Regions from separate parts of the Gossypium hirsutum genome. Here region 2 is linked to region 1. The links are chromatin contacts, called in public Hi-C maps. All regions are on one chromosome and are shown on one strand. Each heading gives the region's core, a stretch centred on a gene start, on an enhancer-like site or on the middle of the called end of the contact. The rest is flanking DNA. Distances are from core to core; before and after follow the strand shown. Region 1 holds the start of LOC107910274 (dnaJ protein ERDJ2). Region 2 holds the start of LOC107948122 (growth-regulating factor 3-like).

Region 1 (3,680 bases), core at 756-3,255:
TAAAGAAGGTTTCATGAAATAGTAGTAGGCAGACAATGTTTGGTGCATCACATAATTTCCAGTGTATTTGGCTGATCTTGAAAGATATATAACAGCCAACACCAAAGGCAGAAGGATGCATACTCCAACTATTCCTAAAAGAAGTATTCCACCTGATGCTCCATCAATATTCAACAGGAATGGAGGTAGGGCTATACCCATTTGAAGCCCCTAAATTAAGAATCCAAGAAAATTGGAAAAAGAAAAAATCAAAATCCCTTGTTCATGAAACTAGCAGCGTCTGCAACAAAAGATGAAACAAAGAATCTGTTACCTGCCTGCCATCAGGGTGGCCATACTTTTCAAAATTCTCCCGAGAGACTGGATCTGTCAGGGCCTGATAAGCCTTTGAAATGAATTCAACAAAATAATCATGGGCCTCTGAGAAGAGCCGGGAGGAGGAAATGGTAGATAGGTATTAGGTCTTCCAAAAAATCAATGTATTACAAAAACCAGATATGGAACAAAAAATTAAACCTATAACCTGGATCTGGATTTTTATCAGGATGATACTGTATGGAAAGTCTCCTATATGCTTTCTTTATGTCTGAATCTGAGGCTCCGTGTTCCAAACCAAGAATACTGAATGGCTCAAATACTTTAAACTGCAAACCAAGAAAAATGAAGACAAATCATGTTCTATCATGAGAAACAAGCCAAGGCACATCACATACAGAGTATAAAATGTTGAAGAAACAACCAACTGGCTGTTAGCATTAATATATTAATACATGACCAAGCTGATACTAGCATATGAACATTCAGTCCACATCCAAAAACAAAAACAAATAGGTGAGAACAGATGCCTATACTTTCTCAAACCACACATAAGATATAAATTCTTCACCTAAACCCAAAGTTCCAGCAGAGAGGATGAGGTTTAGCAGCTGACTACTAGATTAAATCATGTAGTCATCAGATATTAAGAACAAATGGATTACCTCATGACTTGTATGCTTGATATAGTATATCAGCACCACCATGACAACCCAGAGAAGCACAAGGGTCAGATTACTACAAGTTGAGAAGTTCGAGATCTGCAAAAACAATCCAAAATATCACAAATACTTATCAAATTCAAACAAAGTTCCAGACGATAAATGAAATACAATCAGAAGCATATCTACCCGTTTGAAAATTGATTTCCTATACTTCCCAGACCGAGAACACACAGAACACTGGCAATGGATAGTCATTGCCTTCTTCGAGAATGTGTTTAATATCTTAACTATAGTGTATGGCACTAATGGCAGAGCCATTATAGTCAACACAAAGATTGGAAACAAGGCACTGTTCTCTTCCGAAGCACCCATATTCACCTTCTTACTTCAAAAATAAAATTCAAGGAGATCTTTCTTCTTTATATAACTCTGTGACAACAATTTGAGAAACAATCAACCGAGGAAAATACAGATAAAATCTTAATTCGAAATATGCCTATCCAATTCTCCTTTGGCAGAAAAACAAAATTGAATTATTATACTATAAATTAACTAATTAAAGTTTGGCACCAAAATTACATTTACATTAAAACTCATCAGAAATCAAAATAAAATCATTATTGAAATTATTTCTCAAATAAACCTTAAACTGGAACTTCCCGCCCCATGAATATCGAACTTGAATGAATATTCATTCCAGGAAAAAAAAAGGGTAAATAAATAAACCCATATGTTAATATGCTTCAATTTATTGATTTAATAAATAAACTAACGGAGAAACAAAAACCTTACTATTAAACTACTAGAGCTGATCGAATTTCTGTCTAGAAACTAGAAAGCAAAGCGTTTCAGCAGAAGAAGATTCGATTTTATTACTATTACTATTATTCTTCTTTGGTTAATAGAGATCTTACAGCAGAATTTAGCGGAGGGATGCCAGATCTCTATGGTGTGTTAGCTGCTTCACCTTCAGTTCTGGCCCAGGCTTCGGCTTGGCCTTCTTCTAAGTTCAAATTGCGATTTTAGTTCGTGGACCCAAAGCCCAACAACATCCAAAAATCCTAACTGAAAAGGGAAAGCCAGCCCCGGCCCTTTTTCCTTCCCCGTCAACTTCTGCGCGTAGCACAAACTTAATTTATAAAGCGCATACAATCGAATTCATATAGCAAATTCAAAGAATTTATTTCTACAATTTAAAAATTAACTTCACTTTTATAATTAAATTTAAATAAATATTTTTGTAACGACTCAATTTTTAGTGATGTTAAAAAATACAATTTCGAGACTTCATTTCCATAAACGAGTTTGTAAATATTAAATAAAGATGTTATGGGATTAGCATATTAATGAATTGAAAATTGGTTAAGAGATTTAGTCGAAATTGTGAGTAATTAAGGCTCAGAGACTAAATCGCAAAAATTTAATCGCTATAAATTTTTAGTTAGAATAAGGCTTGGGGATTTAAATAGCAATTATCCAAATGACTGGCTAATAAACCAATTTTAAATGAATGTGGGATGTGATGTTAATTGTCATTAGATTTAATAAATTAAGGATTAAAGTTTAATTAAGCCTTGTTAAAGTAATTAATTAAATTAAATCTAAGTATATAAGTAAATTAAGTGGGAAAAAAAGATGACAATGTAACACCCCTTACTAGAGTCTGAGGCCAGGACTGGGTACGAAGCCATGCATACATTCGTTTTTGAGTCACCGAGACTTGATTAAATTTAAAACTCTTTAGAACTCTATTTAAACTCCTTAAAGTGGGCCTACAAGGCCTCAAAATTTCTTTGGAAACCCTTCGGAACCAACTCAGGTCCTTAAATCGACTAAATAAAAATGATTCTTAAAACAGGGCACAAGCTTGTGTGGAAGGGCAACACCCCCATGTGGTCGTTATAACATGGTCGTGCTGATGGCCTGTGTGACTCACACGGCCTAAGCATCTAGGGACACGCCCGTGTCCCATACCCGTGTGAATTTAATTCCAAATTTGAACCTACAGTGGTTTTCACACGACCTAACACACGCCCGTGTCTATGGCCCGGCCATGACACGCCTGTGTCCTAGCTCGTGTCTAAAAACCTTGACATTCTGTTTCTAATGTCAGTATCCAATAAGGGGCACATGACCAAGGCACACGCCAGTGGCCAGAGGCCGTGTCCTCCACACGGCTAAGACACACGGCTATGTCTCTGCCCTGTGTTTACTACCATGCATACTGGCTTGAAATTTTTACGTGCAGGGGGCACACGGTCTGACAACATGCCCATGACACATGGCCTAGACACATGCCTGTGTGTTTACCCTTGTGGACAACATAGGGCTATTTACCAAGTCCTTTTGCCACCCTGAAACACAAAATAACAACATCCATTTTACGAAAGACTATCATAATATGATTCCTCAACCCAACAACCACATCTAAGGCCTTTACACATTTCATATTTACTAAAACAACCAACAAATTGCCCATTTATGAAATAACTTCTTGTATTCATATAACAACTTTTAACTTTAGCTATTTCCATGGCCTTATACAAAATGAATAAAAATGCTAAAGTAAGCCAACACATTTGGCCAATTAGCAATGACACAAAATCATAAAGTCAGGGTCCTATACATGCCATAATCAAAATAAATAGATCTAACTATACTAAGTGCTTCGATTGATAGTGTGATTGATTCCTCCAACGT
Region 2 (3,731 bases), core at 405-2,904, 260 kb after region 1:
ACCAAAAGCAACTGGCAATTTACAACTTACTCAAAACGTTAAAAACTGTTGAAGAAGCCAAAGCTGTGAAGGCATCGAAACCTGTGGAAGAATCAGAACCTTTGGACTGCTAAACTATCTCTATCACAGAATCTCTTATTGAGGAGCTACCCTAACTCAGCCTGCTGTTTTAAGGCCTACAACTTACACAGAATGTAGAAGTCCATGACCTTGGAGTTTCGGTATCCAGGAGCTGAAACAATCGCCATTCAAAAAGGCTTTTTCTTTCACGTGCAGTACAGTTGATTATCCATCTGATAATTAGTCAAATTTCAGTTGGTCACTTGCAAATGTTTATCGGTTTGTTATCTGAATTATGCTCAGAGTCCTGTTTAGCATGTTCTGAAACAACTTATGTGCTAATTTTTCTCGCAAACTTAATTTTAAAGGAACCATTATTGTAGTCAGTTTGGTTCAATAAAAGTAAAGAACAGAGTGCAAGCAATTTACTTTAAGTCTTGGAGTGCCTAAAAAAGATTCAAGTGGTAACAATGCTAGTTTGAGATGCAGAGCCTTTAAGGTTGTGAATTGGATATGGATGATCTTAAAGCCTCGGCAAGGGGCCCTCCCATCGAAGCCGCCTGGTATGAGGCCCACCCAGCAGCCCAATTCAATTGGTCTCCATTTCCAGTTGACAGCTTCAACGACACGTCTGATGAGGAATTTCCAGGCATTGAAATGGAGAGGCATGTTGCAGAACTCATCGGGCTTTCAGCATGGTTGTCTGGTTGTTGTAAGGATCTAGGCCTATCATCAAAAAATTGTCTCAACATTTGACCATCAGATCTGTTATTGACTTCATTTTGGGCATCGAAATGGCCCTTATGAACATTTTTAGAATCTGAGAAACTGCCAGACAAAAGAAACACAAACATTGTAGGGCAAACAAAAATAAGCAAAATAAAGAAAATATATTGTGATGGACCATAAAGAAAGCACGTTATAAAGACTAAAGAAGTGGTCGGGGTCAGCTTGTACAGAATCGAAACCCCCTGCCCAGATTTTGAGATACATCCATTGGTCAGATATTGATTAGGGTCCTACCAAGGGGTAATCATCATCGCTACTGTAAAACAATTTACTTTCTACAAAATAGATAGCAAATATTAGCAAACTTTAAAAATGTGAAGAGATTGTATGAAGTATGATTTTATGTAATTTATATCTTTTTCACAAATCAAATTTTCTCAACTTTTTTTTCTTAAAAAAATTCAAATCCAATTAAAAGAAGTTACCTATAATTAAGGCGAAGAAGATCAGGAATGCCCTGAAAGGAGAAAACTGTTGGCTCTATCACCAGCCAATTCTAAGGGTGAATTGGGGATCAGAGAAGTGGGTTTAAGGTCACCACATCCAACATCAACAACACCAGCAGCAGCACCAACAAGAGTATTGTTGTTGATGATGTTGGTGCAGGCGCCACTAGATTTTAGCATTTCCACAGGCTTTCTTGAACGGTTTGCGGCCACGGTGCACGTGGCGCTCGCAATATTTCTGGCCAGCCACCACGCCTCTCGAGCATCTCCACTTCTTCCCGTCAGTCCTCCGGCATCGGCCTGGCTCTGGATCCATTGCTGCTCTTCCCCAATACCCTGATTGCAACACTGATCCGACATCCTCTTACTCTTCATATCTTTTAAGTACATACTATTTGGACAGATTCATTAAGTTCCTTAGGTAGACCGTGTCGATATATATGGAAGTTTTGTCTTTCTTTCAATCAAAATAAGAGAACAAAGAAACCACTCAAAAATGAAAGTTAAATAAAAAAGTTTCAGTAAGAACTAGCACTAGACTTCTTCCCCCCTTTCTACGTTTCTTCTCTCTTTTTGTTCGTGTTTTCACCCGGGTTTATATATATATATATAATACTATAAAATCATTTATGCATCAATCTCTTTTACTATGTACTTATTTTCTTTATAAATTTGATGAGAAAATGCTAAAGTACGCATTTCATAAAAATATAAAAGCAAGGACAGGTCACACATCTCATAAATATAATCACTCACAAGGTGGCTGGTAATGGGAGAAGTGTCGAAGAGGGTGGTGGAGGAAATATGAAGGAGAGTGAAGAATAGTAGTATTGTCGATTGATTGAAGGAGTTGGGGAGGAACAGCTGCGCCTGCTAACATGTATCTAAAGATCAAAGCTTGTAACTACAGTTCCTGCCATTGAGACAAGCTGAAGAAACTTCCCATCACTAAAGGGAGAAGTAAAAAGGTAACTTAGAAGGAAAAAATCAAGTAAGCAAGCTAGCCAGAAACTTCCCAAACTTAGGAGTTGAAAACTTTTCTGAGAATCCTGCCAAGAAAAAAAAAGGAGCAAAGAAAAAGGAAGAAAATCTCACTGCTGGGAAACGTGGAGGATGAATGAGGAAGTGGTGGCAGGTTGTTGCTGCTGGATTTGCAGTGGTGATGAGGTACGAGCAAAGGAAGAGGAGATGGGTGTTGGTGATGATGATGATGAAGGTGAAGTTTTGGTATATTTGCAGAAGGTGGTTGTTGTTGATGGTCTGACTCATGCTGGTTTCTACATTGCTTCAGATGCAAGTTCATGGAAAGAGAAAGAGAGGTGCTTTGGGGGTTTTAGTTGGTTGGGGCGGCGGGGGCTATTTTGACAGAAATATTTTTATTTGGGTTTTGGGGTCTGTTTTGTTGATGTGTTAACAAGAGAAAGTTTGGAAAAAGCTTTTGCAGGAACTTCTTTCTCTCTTATGGCTTCGGCAGATAGCAATACCTTAAGACTTCAAAGAGAGGAAGAGGAACTATTCTGACACCAGGAGGCAGACTTTTTTAAATGTAAAGTAAACGACAAAGTTAATTTTATAGATAACTGTTTTTATTTTACATGTGTAAAAATATTATCTTCAGATGGTCCTAATCAAAGACGGGGAAATCGTTCTAAGTTAAGAACTACTCTCTCTTAAACGCTCTCTTTTCTATTTTTGCATTGAATTTTGCATGACTGATTTATTTCAGAGTCCTTTTACTTTCTAATTTCCTTTTTAGTATTTGTGTCATGTAAGCTTAAGAATATCGAGTAAAACAAGCACTCAAGGATATTTCGAAGCTGAAATGAGTGGCTAGAGCTTAAAAAGCAATAGCACTGGGAAAGGATGTAAGGGCGCGACATTTAGCTAAGTGCCATGACGCCCTTGATTGACAAGCTGTCTGTATGCCACGGCATTCGGCCAAGCGCTACAGTGGTCTGCCCTAAACCTATTTTCTCCTATTTTTGTTATTTTGAGGGCTTTTTATCGAAAAATATTGAAAAAAAAAACTCTAAAATGGTATATTGATAAAATTAAGTATCAAAATGGTACATTTCAAGTAATAGAAGGTGGTGCATAGGCGACACTACCCTTATTTTCTGATCAAAATAGTAAATAATAATAATAAATGGTGACATGGCCTAGGTGGAGGGGATGTTAGAGATGACACTAGTAGAGGGGATATCAGAGGCGACACCAGTGAAGGGGCTGTCAAAGGCGGCACCAGTTGTGCCTATCTAATAGGCGGCACCCTCTAGTATATTCCCCCCTCCCCCAAGTCCCCCATCCGGCTCGTATCAGTTTGAAAAAAAAAATTACAGAACAAGAGAGAGAGAAGAGAAGAGAAGAAAGAAAGAAAAGAGAAGAAAGAAAAGAAAATGTATTTTTCTTATTGTTATTTTCAAAGAAAGAAAAGAA

The links. A called contact is a pair of places that touch in the nucleus more often than the background predicts.
Region 2: a Hi-C map of leaf shows a contact between it and region 1, with 8 times the contacts expected there. The contact joins the promoter of LOC107948122 here to the promoter of LOC107910274 in region 1. A contact is called at or near these places in 6 of 34 Hi-C or Micro-C datasets (all in leaf).

The regions. Positions count from the first base shown.
Region 1 is chrA04:55,856,157-55,859,836 of Gossypium_hirsutum_v2.1, forward strand. LOC107910274 (dnaJ protein ERDJ2) reads right to left here and starts at 2,006. Exons shown (of 11, transcript XM_016838080.2): 1 at 1,895-2,006; 2 at 1,167-1,409; 3 at 981-1,076; 4 at 524-644; 5 at 314-420; 6 at 1-210. The coding sequence starts at 1,352.
Region 2 is chrA04:56,117,594-56,121,324 of Gossypium_hirsutum_v2.1, forward strand. It overlaps LOC107948122 (growth-regulating factor 3-like), which reads right to left and starts at 1,655. Exons shown (of 2, transcript XM_041111206.1): 1 at 1,306-1,655; 2 at 555-888. The coding sequence starts at 1,655. The coding sequence ends at 555. It overlaps LOC107948121 (1,4-alpha-glucan-branching enzyme 2-2, chloroplastic/amyloplastic), which reads left to right. Exons shown (of 22, transcript XM_016882590.1): 22 at 1-494. The coding sequence ends at 52.